Linked DNA regions of Triticum aestivum: region 1 is linked to region 2. A link is a contact called in public Hi-C data. All regions are on one chromosome and are shown on one strand. The core of a region is the stretch at or near the end of the contact, and the rest is flanking DNA. Distances in the headings are between cores, read along the strand shown.

What was found. Hi-C and Micro-C count contacts between places; a contact is called where the count stands out from the background.
Region 1: a Hi-C map of leaf shows a contact between it and region 2, with 5 times the contacts expected there. The contact joins the promoter of LOC123062837 here to the promoter of LOC123062832 in region 2. A contact is called at or near these places in 2 of 5 Hi-C or Micro-C datasets (both in leaf).

What each region holds. Positions count from the first base shown.
Region 1 is chr3A:642,611,910-642,617,063 of IWGSC CS RefSeq v2.1, forward strand. LOC123062837 reads left to right here and starts at 1,274. Exons shown (of 6, transcript XM_044486511.1): 1 at 1,274-1,394; 2 at 1,485-1,708; 3 at 2,991-3,101; 4 at 3,183-5,154. The coding sequence starts at 1,301. It also overlaps the pseudogene LOC123062838.
Region 2 is chr3A:642,404,445-642,409,411 of IWGSC CS RefSeq v2.1, forward strand. LOC123062832 (OVARIAN TUMOR DOMAIN-containing deubiquitinating enzyme 4) reads left to right here and starts at 3,504. Exons shown (of 6, transcript XM_044486507.1): 1 at 3,504-3,825; 2 at 4,420-4,541; 3 at 4,637-4,677; 4 at 4,789-4,887. The coding sequence starts at 3,786. It overlaps LOC123062831 (U-box domain-containing protein 45), which reads left to right. Exons shown (of 6, transcript XM_044486505.1): 3 at 1-30; 4 at 182-289; 5 at 450-1,657; 6 at 1,771-2,879. The coding sequence ends at 2,614.

The sequences.
Region 1 (5,154 bases), core at 24-2,523, 210 kb after region 2:
GCGTCTTCGACATTGTCCTTCTGTTGGGAACATCGTGCTAGGAGACATGGAGTTCCTATGTTGTGCTCCTCCGGTGTTCGCCGTTGTCTTGATCGTGTTCTTCTCCGGATGGTGAATCCAAGACGGTACCTTCCTCGGGTCAGATCGAGTCCTGCCAATCTCTTGCCACCTCCTTAGGCATCAAGGGGGATGGTGCGTCGACAAGAGAAGCTTGACAGGAGCTGATGTTCTTCGGAGGAGAACGATGTCGATCGAGACGCAACGAGGTTCTCGGTTTTGGGTAGGCTCTTTTGTGTTGTAGTTTGTGTTGTCGTGGGGGGCCGCCGTTTGACTAGCCGGATGTGAGCTTGTGCTATGCTTATTATTCGCAGCGAGTGGTAGTCGCCTTATACTTATAATTCTTTATATATATATATATATATATATATATATATATATATATATATAAACTATTACATGCAATTTGCGTACTCTCAGAAAAGTATTTCAATTCTAAAAGAACCTCTCTGTATATTGGTCAATGACCAGACAAAGAAATAAGAAGGCACTGCCATGCATGCCTATTTCTTCCGTGCAAGGTTTTTATTTGCATCCAATAACAGCATGCCAGATTCGCCGCCAAGGTTTTGATCATGGCGCTACGGATGATTGTGGTACGACTCTACCACCAGGATAATTAGAACGATCGCTAAATTTGCGAAACTACTGCTTAAATTTGATCGACTGGTAAGAGCCTAGGATGAACTAATCGATCAATAACTAAGAATCATACTGTATTCTCAATTACCAGGAGAGATCGGAAGTACTACTAAAATGGAGAAAAAGATTAAGAAAAGTTCGGAACACGCACTGTGCATCTGCTGCCGCGAGTGCCGGTCAATCAGCCGCCGCCGTCGCGGTGGAGCGTGCCCGGCGCCGCCGAGCCCGTGCCTGCCTGACGACCAGGGTGAAGCGAGCGTCAATGTGATGAGGAGAAGAAAGAATCGAGCGCTTGATTTTTGTGCGAGGAACCTCGGCTGCCGGCGGCGGCTCTACGGACGGGCAGCGAAACTGTCTGCCCGCGCTGTGCGGAATTGTTTCGGCCAGGCCCAATGGGCTGTAGCGCTCCCTCAGGGCCGGGCCTGGGGGGAATCTCACGCTGCTGGGCCAGCCCACGTACGGAGAAAAGTAACGAAATGACGGCCCAGTCCGTGCCGCGGCCGGGCGCGACGCCGCGCTCCGTTTGATCTGCCAAATAAAAGAAGTGGAGCATTTTTTTTTTTGCAAGTTTTGCCCCTCAAACTCCTCTGGGTGTTTCACAATGCCGACCCCCTTCTCCGCCTGCCGCTTCGCCGCCCACTGGGTGGCCGACGCCCTCGCCGGCGACGAGGCCCTCGACTTCTCCCTCATCAAAGGTATTATCAGCACCGTGAGAGGACGCTCTGCCTATTCCGACCACCTCGACGCTTTCAATGATCTCACCTAGGGTTATCGGTGCTCCGCAGCGCTGGTGGGCGTCTTGCCGGAGTCCCTCGCGGGCGCACCGGAGGAGACGCGGGAGCGGGTTGCGCTCCGATGCCTGCAGGAGGTCGTCTCCCTCGCCGGCCCGGGCGAGGGCGATGGCGAGGGCGAGGCCGCGGCGGCGGCGGCGGGGGTGGCGGGGGGCGGGACGCTTAGGGTTGATGCCACACGCTCTTGCGAGGAATTGCTGATTGAGTTGCTCGGACAGGTATGCGGTGCTTTTGTTACCACGTGCATTCTGGTGGTTCATAGCTTCAGATTTTTGGTTTACCTTTTGTCATAACTGGAATAATACTTGTGTAGTAAAGTGATTGAAATTTGGTTCAGACACAAAAGTATAGCAAGATGGAAGACACCGTCTCTGCATTTGCTCCTAAGTATTGTGCTAGTTAGATTAAATCTTGTCCAGATCATGATGCAAAGTCAGACCACAACTCATAATCTTAATTCCTTCCTTAAAGAATGCAAAACATGCTCATTCAAGGTTGATTCATCCGGTGGCCGAAATGTAGTCCTTGCAGTTAAAAGTTGGAGACGACGGGCTCCACTATACAGCGAATCAGCAATTGATTCCACGGATGGGGCTTGTTATTTAGTTTTGCATTTCTTCCATAGGTGGTAGAGTTATGTTTTCACTGATTCATGAAGTGATTGTGTTCAGCGACAATAGCCACGAACATAACAAGAGCAATTGATTCCACGGATGGGGCTTGTTATTTAGTTTTGCATTTCTTCCATAGGTGGTAGAGTTATGTTTTCACTGATTCATGAAGTGATTGTGTTCAGTGACAATAGCCACGAACATAACAAGAGCATACTTTGCGTATTGTTTGCAGTATGTAATAATGTGTGCTTATCAATGGCTCAAAATATGGCAGCGTTCTAAATTCTGACAGGCATCTCATTTTTGGTATTTAGTCAACAGTAGTGGGCTTTTGTGAGGCTGAAAGCAAGCATACACCTTTAATATGTCATGTTCTCTGTGGAGAACTTGTCTGCTTGTACCTAATGAGTTGTTCATTGATCCAGTGCTGTAGTTCACCAATTTTGCTACTTGCTAGGCTAGACGATGTTATTATTTGAGCTCATGTTTCTTGTGATATGAAACATGATATATCCCTTGGCAATTGTGTCTCAAGTCCTTCCAAGTGCCAACGCCCAACAGACATTACCTCAGCAAAGGGTATTCTAGCAAGTTATACGTTTACGATGTCCCTAGATCATAACAGCATCACTTTACAGTTGAATATTTAAATTCTTTAACTTGTGTAAGGAGCAGGGATGCCGTTAGATATTGCACATCACATAATTATGCATGTTTCTAATGGTTATATCCGGTGCTCTTTTATGATTACCACTCCTTGTACCTTGGCGAAACAATCATCATATGCTCTGGTGTCTTTAATTTGTGGTAGCTAATACATGCTGCTATTTAGCTAGTGTCCAGATGTTTTTGAGTTTTTTGCTTTACATGAATGTAATATCTGCAGGTTGGTACTTCAGGAAGCTTGGAGAAAGATATGCTTCTGCCTTTTAGCAAGGATATCCAAAAGTTTATATGCATCAAGACACCGGCTTTACCAGAAACTTCTTTTGAGCTGGTATGTCAAAAAAATTATTCTCAAAACTGAAAATAAAAAGACTCGCTTCACGTATGATTAATCTTCTCGTTTTATGTTCAGCTTAGAGAAGTGAACACAGACATCACGTGTATGGTCCCACCGCCCCCAGTGGAGAAGGGTGGCAAGAACAATGGCATTGACCAGTCGCTGTGCAGTATCAACCCGGATCATGATGTAAATGCTGAGAGGCATGGGTGCCCTACAGATAGTTCTGATCTTCAGCGAGAGAGTGTAACCGATTTTGTGAGCGAAACTTTCACAAGAAATGTGCAGAAGGATCCTATGGTGCCAACTCCCGATTTCCATGAACCATCTATGCGGTGTTACGACCGCCCTCAAGAAGATACTATTGGTGTTGGTGTCAGTGTCAGATCCGCACAAACGAGTCCAAGTAGTGATAATAGAAACATGCCCATTACAGCCGAGCCTGCTTCAGCTACCTGCAGTGCTGCTTTGCTTCGAGGTAATACTGGACTTATGTCAAAGCAGGTTGCGGCGGAGACTACCATGTCCCAAGAAAAGAGTCCAACTACCATTCTTCAACAAGAATCCTGTGGAGACAAGTACAAAAATTCATTCCATGATAATGATGGAGAGAGATCACATGGTAATGGCACCAACATTCATTTATCAAAGAATCTCAGCCATGAAGGATTGACCATGCAGGCTACGGTGGCTCCAGATTCTGACAGAAGCACTGATGCTTTACTGGCAACTACATCTGAAACAAGATCCTTGCCTGAGTTTGTTACTGTGGATGGTACAGGCGTAATTGCAGAACTACATGGCAGAAAAACTCGAAGGAGTTCACTGCAACATGACAGCAGTGAGAAAGCAAGTCATGTTTTGGATGAGGGTAGTGCTAGGATTGAGACAGTGGAAAAGGATTCTGGTCATAATGAACGGAATCTGCGAACTGCTGGTGTTGTACCTTCTGTTAGCTGCAACGGGGCTGTTCAAGGAGATAAATCTGAAACCAACCTTCTACAAGAGAATGCCACAGGGCCTTCTACATTGTTTAAGGAGAAGAAAGATAAGGTTCTTCTGGAAGTCAGTTTTGCTGACAAAGCCAATCCAGCACTACATGATGACGGCAACATCTTGGAAAATAATACATCCTATGGTAGGAAGACTGCTCTAGTTTCTCCTTGCTGCAATGCGACATCAAATGTGCACCGCTCCAATGACAGTCCCAGTGGGTTTGCAGCCGCTTGTCTTCTATCATTGATGTTCAATATGCCGTCCTGTAGTCAGGATAAAGATGCCAATGGTTCCACTCAGGGCTTTACGGAACAAGATTTATGCATAACATGTGGTAAAGATGGCCAGTTGCTGAAATGTAGCAGCTGCTCATTAGTTTCTCATGAAAGCTGTTTTGGGTCATCAGTGACATTTGATGTTTCTGGCCAGTTTTATTGCCCTGTATGCTTCTATACTAAAGCTAGTGAAGCATATCAAAAGGCTAAAAAAACATATTTGGAAGCTAGGAAGAACCTATCTGCTTTCCTTGGCACACAGCAATTCCCAAAGGAACACCATGAACAATCTACTGGAAAACAGCAAACAGCTACCAATAGCAAGGATCACTCGAATGAGCATAATACATCCAAAAGGCAAGGTCAGTCTGAAGCAGATGACCTTTCTCATAAGGGTGAAGAACCTGGTGAGCAGAGGGAAAAGCAGAGAACAAATGATACAAGTGATGTACATCCTGAAGAGGGTCAGCTGAATGGGTGTGATGCTTCCAAAAGGCAAGGTAACCATCAGTCCGATACATATAATCTTTCTCATAAGGATCTAGAACCTGGTCAGCAGAGGAAGAAGCAGAAAACAAATGCTACAAGTGGCGCTTGTCCTGAGGGCGTAATCACTGAAAAGGCATCTTTTGGTCTGAATTGTGATATTGCACCCAATAAAGATTGTGTACTCGAAAATAAAAGAAAACAAGTTGAGCAGTCTGCGGAAGGTGCAGAAGCCCATGAAGATGGTAATGGCAATTCATTTTATGCTGTGCAACATTCATCTCAGAATA
Region 2 (4,967 bases), core at 2,254-4,753:
CATTGCGCAGATTGCAGCAGGCTCTACTTGGTAAGATGTTGTACCCCTCCCTGCCGAGCACTCTGGATATTATAATTAGTTGCAAACTTGCCATGGGGCATTTGCAGCATTGCTTTTCAATATTTGTGTCTTTAGAATAATTAAACTGCGAAACTCTTACACTGATAATATCCACTTTCAGGCCATCACCGCAGAAACTGTGCATTTGAAGTTTGAGAAATCAAGAAGCCAACTTCAGGAAAGTCTTCGGCGTGTCGAAAGCATAGTAACCGAAGATATTGGCCATAAGGTATGTTGTGTAAAATCCTAATTAGCACAACTAAATTGTGCTTCTGTTTGGTTTCCTTGGACTACAAATCCCACATTATGCACCAGTTGTTTTATGGTTAAACCATTTAGTAAATTTGCGTGCTATGTCCTGACATCCTGATCCTGTCTGTGCGCAACAGATTGTAGAGATCATTGGTGAGTTGGAGGAGGTTGTATTTACATTGGATCAATCAGAGAAGGAAGCTGGTGATGAGGTGATCAATTTGCTCCAGAGAAACAGTAAAATGAACAGTTCCAGCGATAGTGGGGAGCTTGAGGTCTTTCATATGGCTGCTCTGAAGCTGGGAATTACTTCTTCCAGGGCAGCATTGACTGAGAGAAGAGCCCTCAAGAAGCTAATTGAAAAGGCTCGTTCTGGAGATGATAAGCGGAAGGAGTTTGTTGTGTCCTACCTATACAATCTCATGAGGAAATACTCGAAATTTTTCAGAAGTGAAGCAGGCGATGATACCGATTCTCAAGGATCAGCCCCATGTTCACCTACAGTATTAGGCATGGATGACATGTATGGCCCCTGCGGAAACAGCCGAGCATTCAGTAGACAGCTTTCGAGCATTCAATCATTTAATTCGAGGTTTGGGTCTTTCAATTCGAGGCTTGGATCATTCAATTGTAGGCCTAGTGGTCCAAGGTCCGAAAACATGTCGATCCCTCCCGAGGAACTCAGATGTCCCATTTCCTTGCAGCTGATGTATGACCCGGTTATTGTTTCGTCTGGTCAGACTTATGAGCGTGTTTGCATTGAAAAATGGTTTAATGATGGTCACAGCACATGTCCCAAGACTCAGCAACAACTGGCCCACTTGTCTTTGACTCCAAACTACTGTGTTAAGGCCATGATTTCCAGCTGGTGCGAGCAGAATGATTTTCCAGTTCCAGATGGTCCACCGGGATCCTTTGATGTAAATTGGAGGCTTGCTTTATCTGACTCCCAGGCGACGGGCTGTGTGTCTGTCGATAGTTTTGACACTAGCAACATCAAGGGTGTCAAGGTGGTTCCCCTGGAGAACGAGAGAAAGGAAGAACCGATGAACAGCGAATCAGGCACATTGGATGATAGCTCTTGTTTTGAGTTTGATATGAATGAGGGGTATCGGAACTTGCTGCTGGTGCTTAATGAAAGAAACAACATACTGAGCCAGTGCAGATTGGTTGAGCAGATAAGATATCTGCTGAAAGATGATGAGGAAGCAAGGATCCAGATGGGCTCAAATGGGTTCGCTGAGGCCCTAGTTCAGTTCTTAAGGTATTCTGTGGAAGAAGGAAATGAGAAGGCACAAGAAGTTGGTGCCATGGCTCTTTTTAACCTTGCAGTCAATAATAATAGGTATGCCATGTATTTTTCAGTTAAATGGTGCTTGTCATTTGCAGCTAGTTAGTTGACCTTGAACTTCTGAATTTCCAGTTTTTGCTTACAAACCCTATGCTTGTTTATTTCAGAAACAAGGGACTTCTGTTGTCTGCTGGGATAGTCGAACTACTTGAGCAGATGACATCGAATCCACGCCTAGCTGCTGCAGCCACGGCGCTCTACCTTAACCTTTCCTGCCTCACCGACGCGAAGAGCGTCATCGCTTCCACCCAGGCTGTGCCATTCCTAGTGGACCGTCTGTACAACCACGACGCCTGCGACCCGAAAGCCAGCTCCTGCAAGCATGATGCTCTCTACACGCTGTACAACCTCTCCACCTACCAGGCCAGCATCCCGTCGCTCCTGTCGGCCGGCATCGTGGACGCGCTCCACACGCTCCTGACGGACTCTTCGGTGTCCGAGGGCATCGGGTGGACGGAGAAGGCCCTGGCGGTGGCCATCAGCCTGGCGGCGACCCAGGCCGGCAGGAAGGAGATCATGTCCACCCCGGGGCTGGTGAGCACGCTGGCGATGCTGCTGGACACGGGGGAGCCGACGGAGCAGGAGCAGGCGGTGTCGTGCCTCCTGGCGATGTGCGCGGCGGACGACAAGTGCATCGCGCCGGTGCTGCAGGAGGGCGTGGTGCCGTCGCTGGTCTCCATCTCGGCGACCGGCACGGGGCGGGGCCGGGAGAAGGCCCAGAAGCTGCTGAAGCTGTTCCGGGAGCAGCGGCAACGGGACGGCGGGGGGCAGCAAGCCGCGTCGCAGCAGCAGGCACCGCCGCAGCAGGCCGCGCCGGAGGGCGGGAACGGCGGCGGGGTGATGGTGTGCCACCGGGAGTCGAAGCCGCTGTGCAAGTCCAAGTCGAGGAAGCTGGGGCGGACGCTGAGCTCGCTGTGGAAGAACCGGGGCTTCTCCCTCTACCAGTGCTAGCCTCTAGCAGGCAGGGTTTTGGGGCCTGGTTCATCATCATCAGTAGGATCTGTACATCTCCTCTTTCTTGTTCCTTTTTTCCTTGGGTCGTCTTCCGCTTTGGCGCCGTGGCTGCTTCTTCCTTCCTTTGGGTTTGGGTTAAGTAAGTTGAAAGAGACTACTGCTTCTTCCCCCCCTGCTCGGTGGGGTGATGTAGGGCATTTTCCCCCTCTTTGCCGCCTTCTCATGACACTGTACAATGTATATATAGCCTGCCTTGTTACGAGATGATGCCTCTCTTCCCTTCCTTTTCAGTCAAGCAACCGTTTGTTCTCTTTTGTCAACACGACGGTCCTCTGCTCACTGACATGTGGGCTCCATGGTCCTGTGAAGCTAATTTCGTTCTTCAGGGAGGCTCGACTCCTCATCAAGGAGATTTATTTACTTGCTCACGGTAATCCCGCTGCTTGCTCATCCAGGTGGGGTGGGTTCCTTTTTGTCCTGTCACTGATTATCATCGGCTGCTGCCTCTGCGTGGAAGGACGCAGAGGCCTCGCCAAGATAACGACACTGACATGGCAAGGGCCAACATGAATGGATGCATGAGACTGTGAGAGGGAAAAAGGACCGGCCACCACGGCTTGCGTCCGACAGCACGGAGGAAGGGCGAGGTTCATTTTCACTCACGTGCTGTCCCGTTCTCCGCACGGGATGATTGCGCGGCAGGCGCGCGAATTTTGGCATCATCCGTCGGGTTTCACCTCACCTGGTCGAGCGGCTCTCGAGGAGCGGAGCGGAGCACCGAAAGGCGCCGCTGGCTCCGGAGGGGATCTGATTTAATTAGGAGCCCCCGGTTATTTGTGGCGGGAAGCCAAGCCAGCCGCGGAGGGAGGGAGGGAGGGAGGGAGGGAGGGGGGCGTCGGCCGTCGGTCGGTTCGATGGGACGCGGCGGCGGCGAGGGCCTCCACCCGGCCAGCCCCGGCGGCCTGAAAAGCGAATCCGATTCCACGCCCGTCCCCCCCTCAACCCGCCACTTTCTGTAGCAACATTCCTGCCTCCGTCTCGCTCTCCCTTCCTGCTTTGCTTGTTATTCCTTCCGCCCGCTTGCTTCCCCTCCCTGCCGTGGAAGAGGAGCAAGGGGAGGAAGAGGGCCGGCCCATCGCCGCCGCCGTCGCCGCCGCCGGCAGGGCGGATGTCGGACCGGGAGCTCCCGCCGCCGCTGCGATCCATCCGTACGTCCTCTGCTTCTCTGCTTCTCTGTCTTGCTTGCTGCGTCTTCCTCGTCTTGGTGCATGAAAAGGGGGATTGTTTCGATGATGATCATGACAGAAACAGAGTTTTTTCTTTTGCTTCTTGTTGCCATGATTTATCTGTGATCAGTACGATCTTGAGCCTGGTCTAAAGGGGAGGAAAGAGCGGGAGAAAACAGATTTAGGCGTTGATTTGAATCGCTATTAAACTAATCGACTAGTTAAGATGCCTCCCTGGTCTTGTTCGCCTTCCATATTTTGCCGTCTCCATGCACTGTATGACTAGTTTAAACTTTAAAGCAGCAGCCTTTGCATAACTGGGTATCTATCTATCTATCTATCTATATATCTATGCATCTCCTTTGACATAAATTCAACAAGGAAGATCAATATATAACTGTACTTTATGAAGAAAAAAGTGATCCCACCTGGGATGTGTGCTTTGTACGGCGCATCACGCTTACGGGGCTGTTTGTTCCTGTGAAACTCTCCAAGCGGTTGATTCTGATGTGATTTTCAGACTGATCGAGTCGGCCATCCGCATTTCTGAACATTGGAAACTCGACTATTTTTCAGGAATTACAGGGGACGGGAGGTGCCTGTTCCGGTCCGTCGCCTATGGCGCCTGCATAAGGAGAGGCAAGCAGTCGCCGAGCGACAGCGCCCAGAAGGAACTCGCCGACGAGCTTCGAGCAAAGGTAACCACTCAACCGGTTCAGCACTTGATGATTCCGTTCCGTTCCTTGCAATTTTAGCAAAAGAGATTGCTGACCCACCTGTCGGCCTGTTTCAGGTTGCAGATGAGTTCATCAAGCGACGAGGAGATACCGAATGGTGAAGTCTTCTTTCCTGCAAAAAAATTTAAAACAGTGAATTAAACATGATCTTTTCTTTCCTGCAAAATCAAAAGTAACATGATCATTTTCGATGTGAATCTTTGGATAGGTTCCTCGAAGGCAATTTCGAGAGCTATGTGCGGAAGATGAGGAAGCCTCACGCCTGGGGAGGAGAACCTGAGCTGCTCATGTGCTCACATGTTCTTGGGTAGGCACCTTTCTTTACATGTGTAATCAATTTGTAGGTTTATATTCTGAAATGTAATTGCTTACGAGGAATGTCAACAC